2 separate regions of the Mus musculus genome follow, and region 1 is linked to region 2. The links are chromatin contacts, called in public HiChIP or PLAC-seq maps. All regions are on one chromosome and are shown on one strand. Each heading gives the region's core, a stretch centred on a gene start, on an enhancer-like site or on the middle of the called end of the contact. The rest is flanking DNA. Distances are from core to core; before and after follow the strand shown.

Region 1 (5,140 bases), core at 898-3,397, 340 kb before region 2:
ACTAGTGATTGCCTAAGATCCTAGCACGGAGAACTAAACTCAGTAAGAGCCAAGAAAAGGTCCACCCTCTCAAAGAACTTGCAGTGTGTGTTTTGTGTGTGTGTTGTGTGTGTGTGTGTGTGTGTGTGTGTGTGTAGTGTGTGTGTGTGGTGTGTGTGGTGTGTGTGTGGGGTGTGTGTGTGTGTGTGTGTGTGTGTGTGGTGTGTGTGTGTGTGTGTGTGTGTGTGTGTGGTGTGTGTGTGTGTGTGTGTGTGTGTGTGTGTGTGTGTGTTTGGGCTAGAGGCCAGCAAGCCTGAGAAATCCTCCCATTTCTATCTTCTCTCACCACTGTTATGATTATGAGGACTTGCATGGTTGTGCCCAGCTTTTATGTGTGTGCTGGGGATTTGAACTCAGGTCCCCATGCCTGTGCAGCAGGTACTATCACACTAGACAACTCCCCATCTGAAGTTTCTACTTTTGAAGCAAATTTTAAAATATTTATCTAGGTAAACACATGTTTACTGCATTGGCAAAAATAAAAAAAAATCTAGACTTCTAACAAATTTTCAGACAATGTACTCCAATAGAATAATTTTCTGATGTTCCTACGAGTTCATATATACAAAACCCAAGTGCTTATTTGGTTGAGATAAATAAATTTAGAACAGGTTTAAATAGAAGGTTTGCCTAAATGGCAAGTATATAATAAAAAGTAGAGATGTTTAAAATTTTTTATTAGCCATTTTGTGTTACAAATCCAGAATCAATATATATTATATGAAAGAGAATACTTGTTCATCATTTTATATGTGTTAAGCATATGTGCCTTTAACTATACAAATATTTTCACAATATTCGAATGTTTGGACACACATCTCTGTGCCTGTTTAGTCACAGATGGGAAGGGTTTGAAAGCCATAGAATCACCTTAAAGTAATAGCATGCATAAAGTGCCCATGTAACAAGCTTGACAGAAGCAGGAACTTAAATGAATCTGGACTTTGTCAGAACTCCTTTCCTTAGTACTCAAAGCCTGACAAAAGCAGCAGGAAGCAAACAAAACCTGCTCAGCTAAGTCAATGCCTTTTTGCAAACCCCACTGAGAGCAGAACAGTATTTTAGACAAAGGCTAGTTGCTTTTAGATCAGGCTAGCCTCAATCCTGCAGCAGTCCCCATGCAACTGTCTTCTGAATGCTGGGGTTGCAGGGATTCTTCACTATGACTGACCATAAGATTTGTTCAAGGCATTCAGACTTTCTTAGAACATTGGCCTACTTGTAGTTAAGTTCCTATTTTACATTGGAGCACCAAATTTTGTCCTTACTGCTTATGGTGGCACAAGGTTGTAACCCATCACTTGGCAAATTGAAGAAGAAAGGTCAGAAGTTTAAGGTTATCGTTGGCTACATAGTGAGTTGTAGGCTAGCCTAGGCTACATGAGACCCTGATTCAAAATAAAGATGATTTTTAAAAATTGCTTAGATACACATATTAAGTGTCTGCTTTTAATCCATGAACCAGGGAGGCAGAAGCAGGAAGATCTCTGTGAGTTCAAGGCAAGCCTACTTTACACAGAAAGTTCTAGAAGAGACCAGACTATGAGCATTGTGAAAGCCTATCTCTTTAAAAAATATATTACATTTTGAAACATCTTGAAACATATATTCAAAAACAGCAGCAAGGACAATGAGTAGATTTATCACTTGATCTGTTAAGTATACTTCATATATGAGATAACCATGTTTATAAAGGAGTTATAAAATGGTTGATAAAAGATTTCAACCTAAACAAGTTTAAATGAGCCAGATCCTGTTAAAAGCTCTACAAAACTAAACAGGAAACATGAATCATTTAATTACTATCTTTTAAAATTAAGCCCTTTGAAAACATAACTAAAGTAAACCAGCGTCCTAGGAAGTCTAGCTGCTTTGAATATAAAGCATTAAAGCCTTCATAGCTAGGGATTTGAGGATGGCTCAGTGGATAATGGATTGGCCTACAACTGTGAGGGGCAGAACTTGTATAATGTTGGACAAACCTGAGCCTGGCTCAATTTTCAAGACCTGTCGTTCTTCTCCACTTAAGAATGACTCAGCAGGACCTACCAACCTGAATGAGACAGCCTCTGCCTAACCACTGCTGATGTGTCAATTTCTTATAGGACCCGTGAGATCGCCCCCAGCCTTTGTCATCTCACTCCACCCCATGTGTCATCTCACCCCATACCCCTATCCTCACCTCCTTGTCCTGTCTATATAAACAAGTGCCTAGTTTAATAAAGTGAGTTCCTGCTTTAACAGACTCCTGGCCCAGGTGTGTTTGTTTTGGGCCTTGACACTCACCATTCCGCTCAGCCCCAGAGACTGGACCTGTGGACAGTATAAAACCTGGAATCTCAGCACTAGGAAAATGTAGAAAATTATTACAAGCCCCAGGCAGTCTGGCCTACATAGTGATCTTCATATTTGCATAACAGCTCAACAAAGCTGTTCCAAAGGGATTTTTATTTGGTTGGGTTTTTTTTTTGTTTGTTTTAACTTTTATGATTCTTATGTGAATTTCACATCATTCACACCAACCCTACTTTTACTGGCTGGTTTTCCTTTGTCAACTTGACACACGCTGGAGTTATCACAGAGAAAGGAGCCTCCCTTGAGGAAATGCCTCCATGAGATCCAGCTGCAAGGCATTTTCTCAATTAGTGATCAAAGTGAGAGCGCCCATTGTGGGTGGTGCCACCCCTGTGCTGGTAGTCCTGGGTTCTATAAGAAAGAAAGCTGAGCAAGCCAGTAAGTAACATCCCTTCATGGCCTTTGCATCAGCTCCTGCTTCCTGACCTGCTTGAGTTCCTATCCTGTTCTTTGGTGATGAACAGCAATGTGGAAGTTTAAGCTGAATAAACCCTTTCCGCCCCAACTTGCTTCTTGGTCATGATGTTTGTGCAGGAATAAAAACCCTGACTAAGACACTACTCATCTCCTGGAACCTCTGTGTCCACCCACCACCCTTGAACCCCCCCCAAAAGAAAATAAAAAACAAACAAAATATGTCATTGTAGAAGTGAGTGTGTCACCCTTTTGTCCACACATCTTTACTTGCAAATCTTCATTGCAGTGAGTCATTGGTCTGGTTTGAGGTCTCTGGCTTCTGCTATACTACCAATACTCGATTCTCACTGGGACTCCTCTCAGATAGCCTGTTGTTGCCCTGTGTCATGGAGATCCTATCCTGTAGCTTTGGGCCTCTGGGTGTCTTCCACTCTCCTGTCCCCACATTCAGTAAACTCTGGGTGTCTTCCCCACTTTATATGGCTTGGCAGGTGGATAAGCCTCTTCCCAGAGTTTTTAAGACAAAAGTATAGGTTCTGACAGCCTCATCAGGGTCAGCTCACCTGCCAATTCACCATTTAAAGACATGGTTACAGCAGGGAAAGGATATTTTTTTATTCTGTTTCATTAGAAAGAGGACAAATCTAGTCAAGATGTGGTTCACCCAAACATTGCTCATGGTCTTAACTCAAGTCTGTCAGGTTGTACTGAAGGTGTTCTGTCATCTAAGGTGGCTCAATAAGTCATTAATTATTAACCTGTTCATTGCTGAGAGGTTAGCCTCACCCTCCTAGATAATTCTCTTCATGGGAAGGTAGGTCTGTCCTGTAATTCAAAATGGAGAAATAATTAGAGTTAAAGTTAAGGTCAAAGACTTGTTGAGAGGACAGAGTTATCCAGAGTCAGGCTGACTCCATGACAGGCTGCAAACTGGCAGTTTGGGAGACTCGGCCTAAGTTTCTGTTTCCCAGAATTAGAAAAGTCCAAAACAAGGCAATTCCAGAATAAAACACCCTTCATGGGCAGCCACTCAGGAAGCTGCCCCTCCACTTAGCCTGAGCCAACCTCACGGGCAGCTAATTAGAAGCTCTTGAAGCTGCCCCACCACCTAGTTTGAGGCAGGCAAGTATAGTTAACCAGTCAAAGTCCCCTAACATACCCCAGCGCCTTAACCAATCACAAAGGCACCCAAACCCCTGGTGATAGAACCAACCAATCAAGGGAAAGAAAGGTAAAAGTCACCCACTGCTACCCTAACAGGCGTTAAATTGACCCTGCAAAATCCACACCTCTGTCTTCCATCCTGAAGTATGGTGGACCTCTGCCTGCAGGTTCTCTGCTGAATAAATACTCTTTGCTGTTGCATACTGTTTGAGTCTAGGGTATCATTCTTGCCAAATCACAGACCCTTACATTATTTGTTTCTGTGTCTTCAGTATAAAGTACAGACACAGATAGAAATAGAGACACCAAAACTTCTATCCTGTTTTTAGTTACCTTGTATAAGGAGCCAATCCCTCTGAACCTACCCTACCATCAAAATGAGGTTGCAAGTATCTGCCTGATTACGGCTTGATTATCTCTGTAGTTTCAGCCTTGGTACTGGATGGGGGGGGCAGCGTATGAGGTAGGTTTGACAGATGCTCTGTGAGTGACCACCATGGTAAATGCTAACTGTCAACTTGACAGAATCCACAATCATCAGGAAAAGACCTCTGGGCATGCCTTGATTGAGATAATTGATGAAGGAAGACTTATCTTAATTGTGGGCAAGTCATTCCCTGGACAGAGGATCCCTAACTGTGTAAATGGAGAAAGAGAGAAGGGTGATAGGCAACATGTTCGTCATTCTCTGCTTTCCCTACGGATTCTATGGGACCGAGTGCTTCAAGCTTTTGCCAGCTTGGCTTAAGTGCCATGATGGACAAGATCTTAAACAATGGGTTAGACTGGCACCACTTTCTCCCTTGAAATGCTTTGTCAGAGTATGTTATCCCCCCAAGACAAGAGAAACTTTGATAGTGCCTTTGCAGAGTCAAGCAGGAGTCTGATCCAAAAGAGAAAAGACAGATGCAGAAGGAAAGAACTCCCAGGCTCTTATCTGTATTTAGTTGGCCAAGAAGAGGAGTCTACAAGTTTCATAAAAGCAGTTCTCAAGTAGCTTTTCAAATAAGACACACCTCTGTGCATCCTCTCGGAAGATCTTAGGTTTGAGGTTCGAGGGGGTGACACTCAGCTGTACTGTCTTTTGGGGTAAGAGATTGATCAGGAGATTTATTAATGCCTCAGACTGCAGAATGGAGTCTAAGGAGACCCTTAGAGGAGACCA
Region 2 (5,213 bases), core at 418-2,917:
CACTTTCCTATCCAACCTGGCTTTATATACCTTTCTTTGTTCATAGCTGCCTGAGAAACGCTGTGGGACTAGGAACTGTTGACCTCCTAATTTTAACCTGTCATTCTGCTCCCCAAAAGGATGGCCTGTTTCCTAATTCAGGCCTGGAAATACTACCAAAGATCTTGACTTGTCTGGATTCAATCAGTTGTAGTTTCCTCTTGGACTAAGTAGTTAAAAACTATTCAGGAAATGAGCCCCTAGAGAGAGTTCCCAAGAGCTGGGTGGGCGGTGAGGCAGGCATCTGTCCTAGGAATAGAGTTGGTGTTGATCTTCATGCCTGTGGGGCGTCTGCTCAGGTCAGTCTTCTGACAACATGCCTTGTCATGTGTGGATTAGAGGATGCCGAGTTTTCCACGTGGGACATCTGAAACATGCATTTTATTCTCAACAAGGTGGGGATTGAAGATAGGTAATATTTTATTCCAAAAATGTAATTTTTCTGGGTTCCATGGGTTGATATTTGGATACAGACAAAAGGAGGTGCAGGAGAAGCAGGAGGAGGAAGAAGAGGAGGAAGAAGAGGAGGAAGAAGAAGAGGAGGAGGAGGATAGGTTTATAAGTGGTGTGGATTATTACTATGGAATGAGAGTGACTGAAAATGACATGATGAGGCAATTAAAATATAAAGAAGTTAGATACTAGACAGAGCTCACAAAGTGGAACCCAACCAGCCATGCATTCCAGAGCTAGCCCCACACCGTTTTTTCCTTTACTTTTCTAAAGAAAGAAACAGTCACACATGGCAGTTTACTATTAAGGCTTACTTAGTGTTCCCTTCAAAGATTAGTATTATCTTTTTCCAGTGTTCAGAATGCCGCCCCAAGGCAGGATGATCTGCTATGCCTTTAGAAAGACTGCCAATAAGAACTGCAGTACACCAACAGAATTGGTGTTAAGTTGATAGAGCAGTTAATTTTGCCAGCATGAACTTGAAATACATAAATCAACACTGACAGGAGTTGGTGCAATTTGGCAGGATTGTTTGTGGTCAGGCTGATTAGGATCAATTCCTGCTTTATTGTTTATGGGTTTTTGAGCAGCTGGTTTACCCACTTGAATCTCACTTTACGCATCCTTAACATGGACGATTGCCTCAAGGAACTATTTTGAGTGTTAAATGAGACAATGTATCCAAAGCCTACTGGTAAGTACTAAGGATTCAGTCATGATTCCTTAAACTGACCAAATTTAAATCAGTTATGTAGGCTGCAATTTGTGGATGATAGCTTTATTTGTTCCTGGTCTAGCTCCCAAATAATCGACACAAAGATCTATTAAGTTTATTAGCAAGCTTTAAGCACTCTGACTGGGCAAATATGCATTTATTTTAACCCTCTAAGCTATCTGCATCCTAGCCATAGGCCTGGTGTTATTTGTACTGTGAGTCTTGCTCTAGCTTGCTCTGCTCTGTATGTCCTCATGGTGAATCCCTTGGTGACCTCTCATCATGACTCCTGGACCTTCTGCCTCATGGTCACCTGTCCCTTCTTTCCTCGTGGTCATTCTCTTACTTTTTTTCCCCCCCTTCTGGGCTCCCCAGCTGAGATCAGAAGTTCAGCCTTCTTATCTCCTCTGCCCAGGCATAGTCTGAGTCAGCTCTTTATTGAGCAATCAGAAACATTTTTTTACATGACATTGAAACCAGAGGTGCTTGACCGTGCCATGGTCGGGACTGTAGACAGATGTCTGGTATATATACAGCAGCATCTGAATACATAGTGCACAAGACCACCCCCCACCCCCCCAACACAGTTATGTTGGTAACATATTAGTAAGCACTAGATCAACAGTTTTCCAAATTTATTATGCCTATAAATCACAAGGATCACTTGGGAACTTTTCAGACACTGATTCAGCAGGTCTTGTGAGTATGATTTTAGGTGGCGATGGTCTGAGCCTCTGAGCTGGTCTTAAGGAAGCAAGGCAGAGGAAGGAATGACTTTAAACAAATAAATGTTAAGAATTTGTCTCCCAGCTGTGTGTGATGAATTGCTTTCGCTCTCAACCTTCCTAATGGTGCTAAGCATTATTAATGTAATTACTTATGTTGTGGTGACCCCAGCCATAACATTATTTCATTGCTACTTCATAACTAATTTTGTTACTGTTTTGAATTGTAATGTAAATGTCTGATATGAAACTCCTGTAAAGGGGTCAGGACCCCCAGGTTGAGAACCACTGCCTTAATATGGTAACCCTGTAATAGAAATAGAAAAGCTAAGAGAGGGGATTGTGCATTGGAAAGGGATTTTATAGTTTATGAAATACTGACTTGCTGGTGAAGATTGTGGATAGCCTGGTTATCACCTTAGGGGATTAGAACTCCAGAACAATAGGAGGGTGGGAATAGAGTTGAGACTCCTCCACACACAGTTGGTAATTGTGGTAGTTTGAATGAGACTAGCCCCCATAGGCTCATATGTATAAATGCTTGGTTCATAGTTCATGGAACTGTTTGAGAAGGATTAGGAGAAGTGCCCTTTTGAAAGAGTGTCACTGGGCATGGGCTTTTAGGTCTCCAAAGTCCACATGAATCTCATTTTTCTCTGCTTCCTGCTTGAGGATGTAGATTGAAACATTCTATCCTGCAGGGAAGCCCCTTGAGCAGAAAGGTAAACAACTCAAAATGCTTCAGGAAGTCCCTGAAACTGACTATATTCTCTAGGTCTACCTACTAGAGTGAACAATAAAAGCCAAGAGTTCTTTGCAAAGTCAATGTGAGCTGCAATGCAGATTCTGAGATTAGACCAGCTGCCTAGAAGGAGCAGAAATAATATGAGCTACCTAGAAGACATTTAGATCAATTGAGGTGCCAGGAAAGGACACTCTCTAACCTGTTGAGCTGCAGGTGTGCAGTGTTTCAGGTTCCTGGCTTTGTGAGCTGCCACCCAATGCTGGGGTGGGCCTTGCTGATACAGCTGTCTCTGAGTCATTTCTGTTCCTTTGAGTAATTCCTTACCAATATTCCTGTAAATAATCCCAATAAAACTCATTGGTTCATCAAATTGGACTTTGATGGTATCCACACATTGGTCTGTCACGGGTTCTCCATCTGAGATGAATAGATGTACGTTTTGTGTCAGATATAAGATCTCAGTTACTGTTCCTGCACCATGCCTTCCTGCTGCCATGCTCCCTGTCATGCTGTTCATGAACATACCCTCTGAAACTATAAGAAAGCCCCTAATTTTTTTTTAATTTTTTATTAGGTATTTAGCTCATTTACATTTCCAATGCTATACCAAAAGTCCCCCATACCCACCCACCCCCACTCCCCTACCCACCCACTCCCCCTTTTTGGCCCTGGCGTTCCCCTGTACTGGGGCATATAAATTTTGCGTGTCCAATGGGCCTCTCTTTCCAGTGATGGCCAACTAGGCCATCTTTTGATACATATGCAGCTAGAGTCAAGAGCTCCGGGGTACTGGTTAGTTCATAATGTTGTTCCACCTATAGGGTTGCAGATCCCTTTAGCTCCTTGGGTACTTTCTCTAGCTCCTCCATTGGGAGCCCTGTGATCCATCCATTAGGTGACTGTGAGCATCCACTTCTGTGTTTGCTAGGCCCCGGCATAGTCTCACAAGAGACAGCTACATCTGGGTCCTTTCAATAAAATCTTGCTAGTGTATGCAATGGTGTCAGCGTTTGGATGCTGATTATGGGGTGGATCCCTGGATATGGCAGTCTCTACATGGTCCATCCTTTCATCTCAGCTCCAAACTTTGTCTCTGTAACTCCTTCCAAGGGTGTTTTGTTCCCACTTCTAAGGAGGGGCATAGTGTCCACACTTCAGTCTTCATTTTTCTTGAGTTTCATGTGTTTAGGAAATTATATCTTATATCTTGGGTATCCTAGGTTTTGGGCTAATATCCACTTATCAGTGAGTACATATTGTGTGAGTTCCTTTGTGAATGTGTTACCTCACTCAGGATGATGCCCTCCAGGTCCATCCATTTGGCTAGGAATTTCATAAATTCATTCTTTTTAATAGCTGAGTAGTACTCCATTGTGTAGATGTACCACATTTTCTGTATCCATTCCTCTGTTGAGGGGCATCTGGGTTCTTTCCAGCTTCTGGCTATTATAAATAAGGCTGCTATGAACATAGTGGTGCATGTGTCCTTCTTACCAGTTGGGGCATCTTCTGGATATATGCCCAGGAGAGGTATTGCTGGATCCTCCGGTAGTACTATGTCCAATTTTCTGAGGAACCGCCAGACTGATTTCCAGAGTGGTTGTACAAGCCTGCAATCCCACCAACAATGGAGGAGTGTTCCTCTTTCTCCACATCCACGCCAGCATCTGTTGTCACCTGAATTTTTGATCTTAGCCATTCTGACTGGTGTGAGGTGGAATCTCAGGGTTGTTTTGATTTGCATTTCCCTGATGATTAAGGATGTTGAACATTTTTTTAGGTGCTTCTCTGCCATTCGGTATTCCTCAGGTGAGAATTCTTTGTTCAGTTCTGAGCCCCATTTTTTAATGGGGTTATTTGATTTCCTGAAGTCCACCTTCTTGAGTTCTTTATATATGTTGGATATTAGTCCCCTATCTGATTTAGGATAGGTAAATATCCTTTCCCAATCTGTTGGTGGTCTTTTTGTCTTATTGACGGTGTCTTTTGCCTTGCAGAAACTTTGGAGTTTCATTAGGTCCCATTTGTCAATTCTCATTCTTACAGCACAAGCCATTGCTGTTCTGTTCAGGAATTTTTCCCCTGTGCCCATATCTTCAAGGCTTTTCCCCACTTTCTCCTCTATAAGTTTCAGTGTCTCTGGTTTTAAGTGAAGTTCCTTGATCCACTTAGATTTGAGAAAGCCCCTAATTAAGTGCCCGTTTTTATAAGATGCGTTGGTCATGATATCTTCACAGCAATAGAAAAGTAGCTAACACAGGCATCGAAGAATGGATTATTCACTATTCTTGTTGCTGTGAGAAAATACCTGCAAAAAGCAATTTAAGGTTTTGCTCACAGTGTAAGGTGACAGTCCAGCATGGCAGGGACCACATGGTGGTGGGAGCATGAGTGAGACAGTCGCATCAAGTCCGCAATCAAGACATAGGGAGAAATCAATGTTGGCTGATTGAGTCTGTGACCCCAGGCCATGGGATGGTGCTATCTGCCTTCAGGGTAGACCTTCTCTTCTCAGTTAAGCCTTCCTGGAAACAGA

What was found. HiChIP or PLAC-seq counts read pairs in DNA pulled down with a chosen protein or histone mark.
Region 1: a FOXA1 HiChIP or PLAC-seq map of pancreatic cancer cells shows a contact between it and region 2. The contact joins two enhancer-like sites. A contact is called at or near these places in 5 of 39 promoter capture datasets (the C10 cell line, hippocampal neurons and liver), 1 of 484 Hi-C or Micro-C datasets (pancreatic cancer cells) and 2 of 115 datasets of contacts at active chromatin or transcription factors (pancreatic cancer cells and stem cell-derived neural progenitor cells).

What each region holds. Positions count from the first base shown.
Region 1 is chr2:19,325,003-19,330,142 of GRCm38.p6, reverse strand. No RefSeq gene overlaps it. Among named protein-coding and RNA genes, the nearest start is that of 4930447M23Rik, 17 kb to the left of the region's middle. Within about 2 kb of position 2,147, at least 27 of the 459 cell types and tissues checked have an H3K27ac peak or open chromatin away from gene starts, as enhancers often do. A contact at or near this core is called in pancreatic cancer cells, where this site is marked.
Region 2 is chr2:18,989,100-18,994,312 of GRCm38.p6, reverse strand. All of the region lies in intron 1 of Pip4k2a (phosphatidylinositol-5-phosphate 4-kinase, type II, alpha), which reads left to right. Among named protein-coding and RNA genes, the nearest start is that of Pip4k2a, 6.4 kb to the left of the region's middle. Within about 2 kb of position 1,667, at least 37 of the 459 cell types and tissues checked have an H3K27ac peak or open chromatin away from gene starts, as enhancers often do. A contact at or near this core is called in pancreatic cancer cells, where this site is marked.